Regions from separate parts of the Mus musculus genome. Here region 1 is linked to region 2. The links are chromatin contacts, called in public Hi-C maps. All regions are on one chromosome and are shown on one strand. Each heading gives the region's core, a stretch centred on a gene start, on an enhancer-like site or on the middle of the called end of the contact. The rest is flanking DNA. Distances are from core to core; before and after follow the strand shown.

What was found. A called contact is a pair of places that touch in the nucleus more often than the background predicts.
Region 1: a contact with region 2 is called in a Hi-C map of liver, with 2.5 times the contacts expected there. The contact joins two enhancer-like sites. A contact is called at or near these places in 1 of 484 Hi-C or Micro-C datasets (liver) and 1 of 9 other capture datasets (adipose tissue).

What each region holds. Positions count from the first base shown.
Region 1 is chr2:59,128,735-59,133,009 of GRCm38.p6, reverse strand. The region is part of intron 1 of Ccdc148 (coiled-coil domain containing 148); the gene reads left to right. Among named protein-coding and RNA genes, the nearest start is that of Ccdc148, 30 kb to the left of the region's middle. Within about 2 kb of position 1,764, at least 9 of the 459 cell types and tissues checked have an H3K27ac peak or open chromatin away from gene starts, as enhancers often do. A contact at or near this core is called in liver, where this site is marked.
Region 2 is chr2:58,741,551-58,745,784 of GRCm38.p6, reverse strand. It overlaps a transcript of Upp2 not described here. Among named protein-coding and RNA genes, the nearest start is that of Upp2, 12 kb to the left of the region's middle. Within about 2 kb of position 2,059, at least 14 of the 459 cell types and tissues checked have an H3K27ac peak or open chromatin away from gene starts, as enhancers often do. A contact at or near this core is called in liver, where this site is marked.

The DNA of each region.
Region 1 (4,275 bases), core at 515-3,014, 390 kb before region 2:
GTATCACCAATATTCAGGCTTTACCAACCCTTCTATTCTACAAATGTGAAACTCTGAGACTGCAATTCTCTATAAATACTAAAACAATAAAGATCAAATGCCGCAGACCCTCTGGGTCTCTTGTCTGCGTAGAATGGGTCTTTGGGTGCAGGTGGGCAAAGAGTCGGTGGGAATGAATGACAGACAGATGCATCATAAGAGGTTGTGTAGAATCTGAATGTAATTTGGCAAATTGAGCATCAAACTTTTTATACAGAAGAAAATAGGGAAGTTAGGTGACACATCGGCAAGGTACAAATGAGGTTACCGGATGCTTAATGACTTACACAAAACAGAGGAATGTAAACACAAAGATAGGCAGGAACTGGGCAATAAAACAGCTGAGACAAAGTCAGCCCTATTTAAGGTCAGCTATAGTCTTAGAAGCCAGGTGTGAGGTCTTTACACTCCTAGGGCAAGGGCTTTCACACCCAAGTCATGGTTCTAATTAGGGAGTTCCGTTCTAGCTAACCATCTCATGAATAATGCAATACTCTAAAACCACAGCCCGATCTGATCTACTTCCTAAACCATTGTAAATTCCTGTTTATGGGAGTGACTTGGCTTTTATTCTAAGTGATAGTGTAATACCAGAGGCAATTCTGAATGTCACTGAATAGGCAACATTGAATTCCAAGCCCATGGTCAGCTCAAGGACTTTCTAGGATGTTGGAACACTGGTGAAGGCTCAGCTATGTCAGAATTCAATCTTAAAAGGCATTTGTAATAAGATAATACTAAAAGAGAGCACGTGGATCCATACACCAGGATCCATATACCAGACTAACAAGGGAATAAGGTATGAGTATACGGGTTAATGAGAACGCCAAAACTCCAGGAGGTGAGTTTCCATGAAACTCTTTGCCTCGTGAGTGCTCCCAGGCTTCTCAGCCTGTCAAGTAGACTTCACTGGAGTGTGCATGGCAATCAAATCAATTACCATTTCTTACTCTATTGCAATAAAAGTATAAATCCCTAAGAAAACATTCTAAATGATACAACTTGATGAAAATGGAAGACTATGCTCTGAGAAAATAGTAGAAAAATGTGGAGGTTCTGAAGAAAAGTTCTAAATCTTCTAAAAATTGATGAAAATGGATGGGTAGTGATGGTTTACGCCTTTAATCCCAGCACTCAGGGGGCAGAGAAAGGCAGATCTCTGAGTTCAAGGCCAGTCCAGGCTACAGAATGAGTTCTGCAACAGCCAGGGCTACACAGAGAAACTGTCTCAAAGGTATTAAAAAGAAAAATGGAAGCATACCCAACCTTTGGGTCAAGTGAAAAACAACAGTAGGAGAGGTGCATACAGTAACCAACATCTACACCACTAGAGCAGAATATCAAATGTATGAACTTCATCTTCCTCAAGTAACTAGAAGAAGTATAGAAATCAAACCCAGAGTGATAGAAGGGGAGATTCAGATTAGAGCACAGAGAAAGGCTTTTAAAAGTAGAAATGAGCAATGAAATGAAGAGTTTGCTCTTGTGAGGATCTACAATTGACAAACCCTTAGCTAAAATAACAATAAAAATAAGTGACTTAATTAAAATGAGACCCAATAATGGAGTCGGTATAACTGACGCTAAAGAAATTCAAAAGATTATAAAAGATTAGCGTGAACAACTAACTACACATCAGAATTTGAGGACATAAAGTAAATAAACTGGTGACACATTAACCTTTAGCAAGACTGAACTTTGGACACAGAGACTGGGATCAATTGTGAACAAGGAGCCAGAACCAGCATCGACGAGTCCTCGCTTCATAAAAGCCTAGTCACAATACATTGTGTAGACCTGTGAAATTCCTAAACAAACGCCAAAGATGGCTTCACCTCAAAGTTATGCCAGAGATTCTAAAACAGTTTAGACAGATTTACAGGAGAGAAGGTTTTCGAATTCACTCTAAAAAACCAGTATTAGCCAGACACTAAATGCAGAACGAAACATGGGAGAAAGAAAAGAGAAAAAAGAAAACAACAAGCCGATACCACTGATGAACTAGAGGCAAACATGCTAGCAAATGCAGCCAGAGAGATGGCTAATGGTGACCCTGTAGGTACCAAGCATGTGTGTGGTACACATGCATACAAGTGGGCAAAATACTCAAATACAGAAACATAATAAATTCTTTAAGAAAATACTAGCAAATTGAATACAGCAGCACATTAGAAAGACCATTATATCATATTCAAGTGGAGTCAAGCCAGGAATGCAAGCACAGCTCAGCATATAAAATCAATAAACATGATATTTTTCACCTAAAAAAATGTTTTTAAGATAGGGAATAAAGAAAAGATGCCCATTCCACCCCTCTCAGTCAACAAAGCTCCTAAAGCCCACACTGGAACAGTCAGGCAAAAGAAAGCTGGCATCAAGTTGTTTCAACTTGTGAAGGAGACATTCAGGTGGTCGGTTTGCAGATCACATAATTGTATGTAGAGAGAATCCAAAAGCTCCTCCAAAGATGTCCTGGAATGATAGTGAACATAGCAAAGTGACAGGAAAGAAACATATAGGACAATCAGCAGCATTCATTTCTGTCATTCAGTAATAAATTATCCAGAAAAAAATCACAAAATAATTTTATTTACAATAATTACAAAATGAAAAAAAATATCACCTAGGAATACTTAGGTTCCATAGTGAAAATATAAAACATTTGTTCTAAGGCATTAGAGGAAATATCCTCAAAAATGAAATAATGTCAGAATAAATACCATTAAAGTAGCAATATTATCCAAGGCGATTTACAGATTGAAGGCAGCTCCGTCAAAATACCAAACAAACAAACAAACAAAAAAACTCCACAAAACCAGGAAAAAAAAAAGCCTAGAATTTGTTCTAATACTAAAAAGGCAAAGCAATCTTGAGACAACCCAACAAACAAGCCAGAAGCGTGGTACTACCAACTTGGCAATTTAAAAAGGTGACATTGGCAGAGAGCCAGCCTCACAGAGGAGGAGTACCCCGAGCCCAGACGTGACTCCACGTACCTACAGCTGACTGGTCTTCTGCAAAGGTGTCCAGGACACACACTGGGTAAGGACAGCCTCCGAGAAATGATGCTGTGGAAACTGGGTACGTAGATGCAGAAGACGGAGACCACATCCCATCCCCATCTCTCACCACATTTAAAACCAAACAGACATCGTCTTAAATATTCAACTGGATCCTAGAACAATGGGAGGAAGTGATGAGGATTTTGTAGGCAAGACTCAAGCATAGCCAACCTAGGTGAAGCTGGCAAGTGAAAGGCTATCACCTACAAACGTGCGGCTGAACCATCTGGACCTGCTGAGGAGGCAGAGCATTTGCAGGCTGCATTGCAGCTGAAGGACAGATTGCAGCTGTGGTATCTACAAGGTGGGGTACTGTGTAGACAGTAAGAGCTCAGGTAACTCCAGAATAAATCAACATCAGTAACAGCAACAAAACCCAATCAAATAACCAGATTGAAAAACAGGCACAAGACCTAAACAGAAAGATCTTCAGATACACAGTGGGTAAGTGGAAGTGTTCAACATCTCTAATCATGGAAACCCAAGCCAAAACCTCAGTGAGACATCACCTCTTGCCATTCGAGTGACTGCTCTCCAGACGAGGGACAAATGTTTTGTTGCTGCAGATGCAAAGAGAAGGCAACTCTTTACACTTCAGGTGGACACAGAAGTCGTGCAGCCAATACAGAAAAGAGAAGAGCTTGGGGGAAGTTTCTCACAGCCTAAAAATAAATATGCTACATCATCCTGCAGCCCCACTCGTGGATTTATGGCCAAGAGGAAATGAAGTCAGCGTGGCCAAAGGGGCTTCTGCGACTTCCGTATGGACTGTGGCACAGTTCTTTACAGCCAAGCACAAACAAGCAAGTGTCCATCAACTAATGAACAGCCTGAAAATATGTCATGTATCCATGGTGGACTACTACTCTGCTATGAAAAGTGTGAAGCACTGTCATTTATGACAGCAAAACAGAGGCAGAAGTCATTTGGTAAAATAAGGACAGAAAGAGAGCACCACATGACCTCGCATACTGGGAATCTTACAAACGATATTTCCACAGATGTCAAGAGTGGAATTGTAGTTACCAGAATGGAGAGTTAAGCAGGAGAAAGACATAGTGAAATGCTTGTTAGTGGGCACTACGGTATAGGAAAGAGAAATATGTTTTGTGTTATATAAGAATATTATGATGATGTGGATGTTTAAAAGTGAGAATTATTTTTGCATATTTTT
Region 2 (4,234 bases), core at 810-3,309:
TCTGTCTGTCTCTCTGTCTGTCTATCTATCTATCTATCTATCTATCTATCTATCTATCTATCTATCTATCTATCTATCTATTTATCTACCTACCTACCTATACAGAGAGGTTTATTTAGGGTATGTTTGGAAACAGTGAAAGTATGAGATACAGAAATGAGACAAGACAGGAGGAAATTTTTAAAAGGAGAAACAAGGCTAAATTGATAAAAAGAAAAGAACAGAAGTAGATAATACTATTTGAAGAGGAAGAACAAAAGGGACGAAATAAGGAGAAAGGGAAGATTTTTACAATACTGAAAAAATTCTAAACCAGAATTTTTAAATGTCAGGAGTAAAATTTTAAAATGTGGATTTTTTTTAAAGCCGGTAAGATAAGATAATAATACTAATAACGTATAAGAGGTAAAAACAAAACACAGGACAGAGAGAGAGAGAGAGGGAGAGAGAGAGAGAGAGAGAGAGAGAGAGAGAGAGAGAGAGAGAGAGAAGCAAAGGAAAAAACCACATTGCCTGAAACATGTAAGGAAGTGTGTAAGCACATTAGATGAACATATGAATGAGAACAGTAAAATCACAAAAAAAATCTAATGAAGAAGAGAAAATGAAGTATCGGAGCAGTTCCTTTGTGTCCTTAGAAGTTGGAGGCTCCCAGAGATGCTCATGGAGTCGGGGGTTCAGCTAAACCTGGGGAGCCTTGTCATTCCCTTGGTTTGAGTTGTGGAGGAATCTGCGTGTGCCTGCCATGGTTGCCCTCCCAGCTGGTGGTTTCTCCCTTTGTATTATCAGGAGCCTCATCTGACCACAGTTAGCTTTGCCATCTGCGTCTGGATAGACTCTCCCACCCTCCTGTTACTGTCCATGTCATTCTGGATGGAATGGCCAATGGTTAGCTGATGGGGTGTCTCCCAGTGTGTTGGGGATGAGTATCACTAAGACCTGCACAGCCAGAGGACCTGCCTTCATACTGTCCAGACCTTGTGGGTATTAGTACCTGCCTGAGGTGATACCAATCTCTAGCACATCAGAGTCTTTGGGCTTAAGAGAAAAGCAGATAGACAAAAAAAAATTGATCTCCCTCCTGGCCTCAAGAGTTATCAAACTCCAGCTTTATTCTCAACTTCGGAGAGCTATTCTCAGACAAGATGGATGTAGCTCTCACCATGCACTGCCCAGACTGATCCAGCCTCCGGTCACCCTTGAGCTTATCACTATCCAAAGCTCCTGGCTCTCTACATTGTCCCTCCAAGCCTTCCCTCACTTGTGGGATACAGCAGGATAAGGCTCTCCGGCTTATGGATCACCCCGTCTCTGGAGTTGCTCAATTTTTACCACAGATTCTCTCTTACTATGGAGCCCAGCAAGGCTTCTCCAGGTCACCCGCTGTGTGAAAACGGATTTCTCTCTGTGCCTAATCTGTCTGCCAGAAGCTTTGCTCTAACACCAAAGCCCACAACTGGATTTGAGGCCAAAGAGGTCTGTGGGCTTATCCAGAGGGCAGGACTGCTGGCTTTCATCTGCCTTACCTACTGAAATTAGCTTCCGAGCTCCCTTCCCCTAGGGAAGGGCTGGGAGGCTGAGGATGCACTTGGCTTGTTGCTCTGTGCCCCATGACTTTGTTTTTGCTGTTACCCAGTGTTGCCTGGCTTCCTTTGTGGATCTTCAAAGACTCCCCTCAATTTTTGTCTGTGGGATGAAGCCTCTATCTTCTCATTCTGACTCCCCCTTTCTTCAGCTCACACAGAGGCACTGTAGCTTGCCGTCTTTCCAGGAGTCTTCTGGTGTTTGCAGTAGATATCTACTAGGTTGCTTCAGCCTGTCCTGTTAGTGTCTTATCTAGTGTATTCTATTTGCCACTTTGCTACAAGCTGAGGAGATTACCTGGACTGTCCACTCATTTCCTAGCTGTGATTGACCTAGCTGGGCCAACTCTCAGCTGCGCTCTTGGTGATTAGCCATGCCTTATTCTGCTTAATTTCACAGTGTCCTACAGAACCCTCGCCTCATAAACAGCTGTCCTGCCCTGCCCTTTCTGATTATGTCACCAATTTCATCAAGAAAATGGGGAAAAAATAAGACAGTGCCAGGTGTTCCTGCCCTTGCACTTTGAATTAGTCAGCACTCCACCACAGTGTCAAAATACCCATGAGAAATGGCTTAAGGGAAAATATTTATTTTGGCTCACACTGTGGAGGTTTTCATCCATAGTCACATGGCTGTGTTTCTCTGTATATGTAAGAGGCACACATGGTGGGAATCAGACAAAACCATTCACCTTGTGGCAGCGAGGAAGGAAAGAGAGAGGAGGGGGCTGATGTCCCCATACATTCTTGAAGAGTACTTCCCTTTCCAGCCCACATGTAGTTCCTGCTGCCTCCTGATAGAGCCATGGGAGAGTGACAAAACCTTGGATCCATGAAAATCATGAGACGACTGCACATCAAAGCTCTAACACTGAGTTTGACTCTGGTTTAGGTTGGTTTTGAAAAAGGGTCTGGTTATGTATCTCCAGTTGGAGATTACTATGTAGATCAAGTTGGCTTAGCTCCCAAAGCTTTGCCTTGTACTGACGGTGACCCTGGTAGCACTAGAAACCCCTTCTACGAAACCTCTACTGCCATGATTTCGTAGATGTCCTAGCTAGAGTCTTTTAGCCTAGAATGACTGGTCGGGTCAGAGGAGAACCGCACTATAGTGGAGGCAGCTAATGGTTGTATTTAGAATCACAGCAGCAGGTCCAGTCCGATGGTGGAAAAAGTCAGTGGGTCTGATGGTCTCACGGTCTGGGGTGTTGACCAGATCCATTCATGGGCTAGCGAAGTAGTGGATGGAGTGTAAAATATTCTTGTTCCCTTTAATTCCTTGCCTGTTACCAGCCTCACTGTGATATTGTTTCTAGTGCTCCATCTTACCTGAAGTCCCTCTGTCTATAACTTTAAACTTAGATAACCCCTAACTTGTCTCAGACCATTTAATTACCTTATTCTTGCTTGTTCTCACTTTTCTCTTGTGTCTCCCCCCCTCCTTGGACTGGGGATTGCTTCCTGGTTTTAGCTGTAATTTTTGTATGAGTCTCTGCTTCCTTCATGGGGATCTAGGACACATTGGCTTGTGACATGGTCCTGGACACTGACTTTGCATTTGCTTTTGCCAAAGGCTGGGGACCTCTCCCATGCAACACCTGTTTTGCACTGCTAGCACCTGAGAATTTTAACACAATGCAGTGCTATCAACTGCCATTCTATGGGCACCCATGACAATTGACTCTAGGGACTCCCTGCAAACGATTTTTTGACCAATACTTGCCCACGAGTTTTCTTTATATTTCAAGACTCGTTGTTGGAATGTTTAAGCCACTCTAGCTACACAATATCCAAGAATAGTACTTAGCTTAATAAGGGGCTTTCATAATCCACCACCATGTCCTTCCAGGAAAAAGTGAGTGTGTCCATCCTGCAGCCCACAGAAATAGAAAGTGAAGACTTGACTCAAGTCTGGACTCTGGGTTAGGGTAACATCAGTTCATAGAATTGATTGATCTTCATAGCGGATGGTGTCACCTGATGTTTTTTCAGTCCCTTAAGTAAACTCCCATGAGCCTCTGCTCTGCACACCTGTGTTTGCTAAAATGCATACCCAAGTGACTTGGTGCGCCCTGCTGCTATGTGCGTTATGCTTCATAAGCAAAAACAACACTGCAAAAGAATAGTTAGGCAACTTTTAAACTGACGATGTGCTGGGGAAAAGAAACCCATTCAGTATAAAATGTGATTCGGGATACAAGGTTTTCTTGAACATAGCCTCAACTCTCGTCCTGGACTCTCGGCATGCACTGAACACTGGTGCTATCCTTGTTGGCCACTAAAGAATTGATGTGAGGAGGCTTTAGCGTGGATGAGCATCTTATTCCAAAACAAACATCTCACACATCTCTGCTATAGTGTAGGATTTAATTTATGGGATGCAACTATCTGTAACTTTCCTGATAACTCTTGAGCCCCATCTGTACCCATGTGTAGAGTGACAGCCCTATGAAGAAACTTCACAACAGGATGCAGGCACAGCACTGTAGAATTTTTTTTCTTATAAGTTTTACTTGAAAATACTTTAAATCAAATGTCTTTAAGATATTGTTTTGAAATGGTATAAAATATGCTTATAACAAATTGAGGCTAAACAACTAGAACTTTTTGTGTAACTTCCCTCTCCTCTCCTTTAAAAAACACACACACAC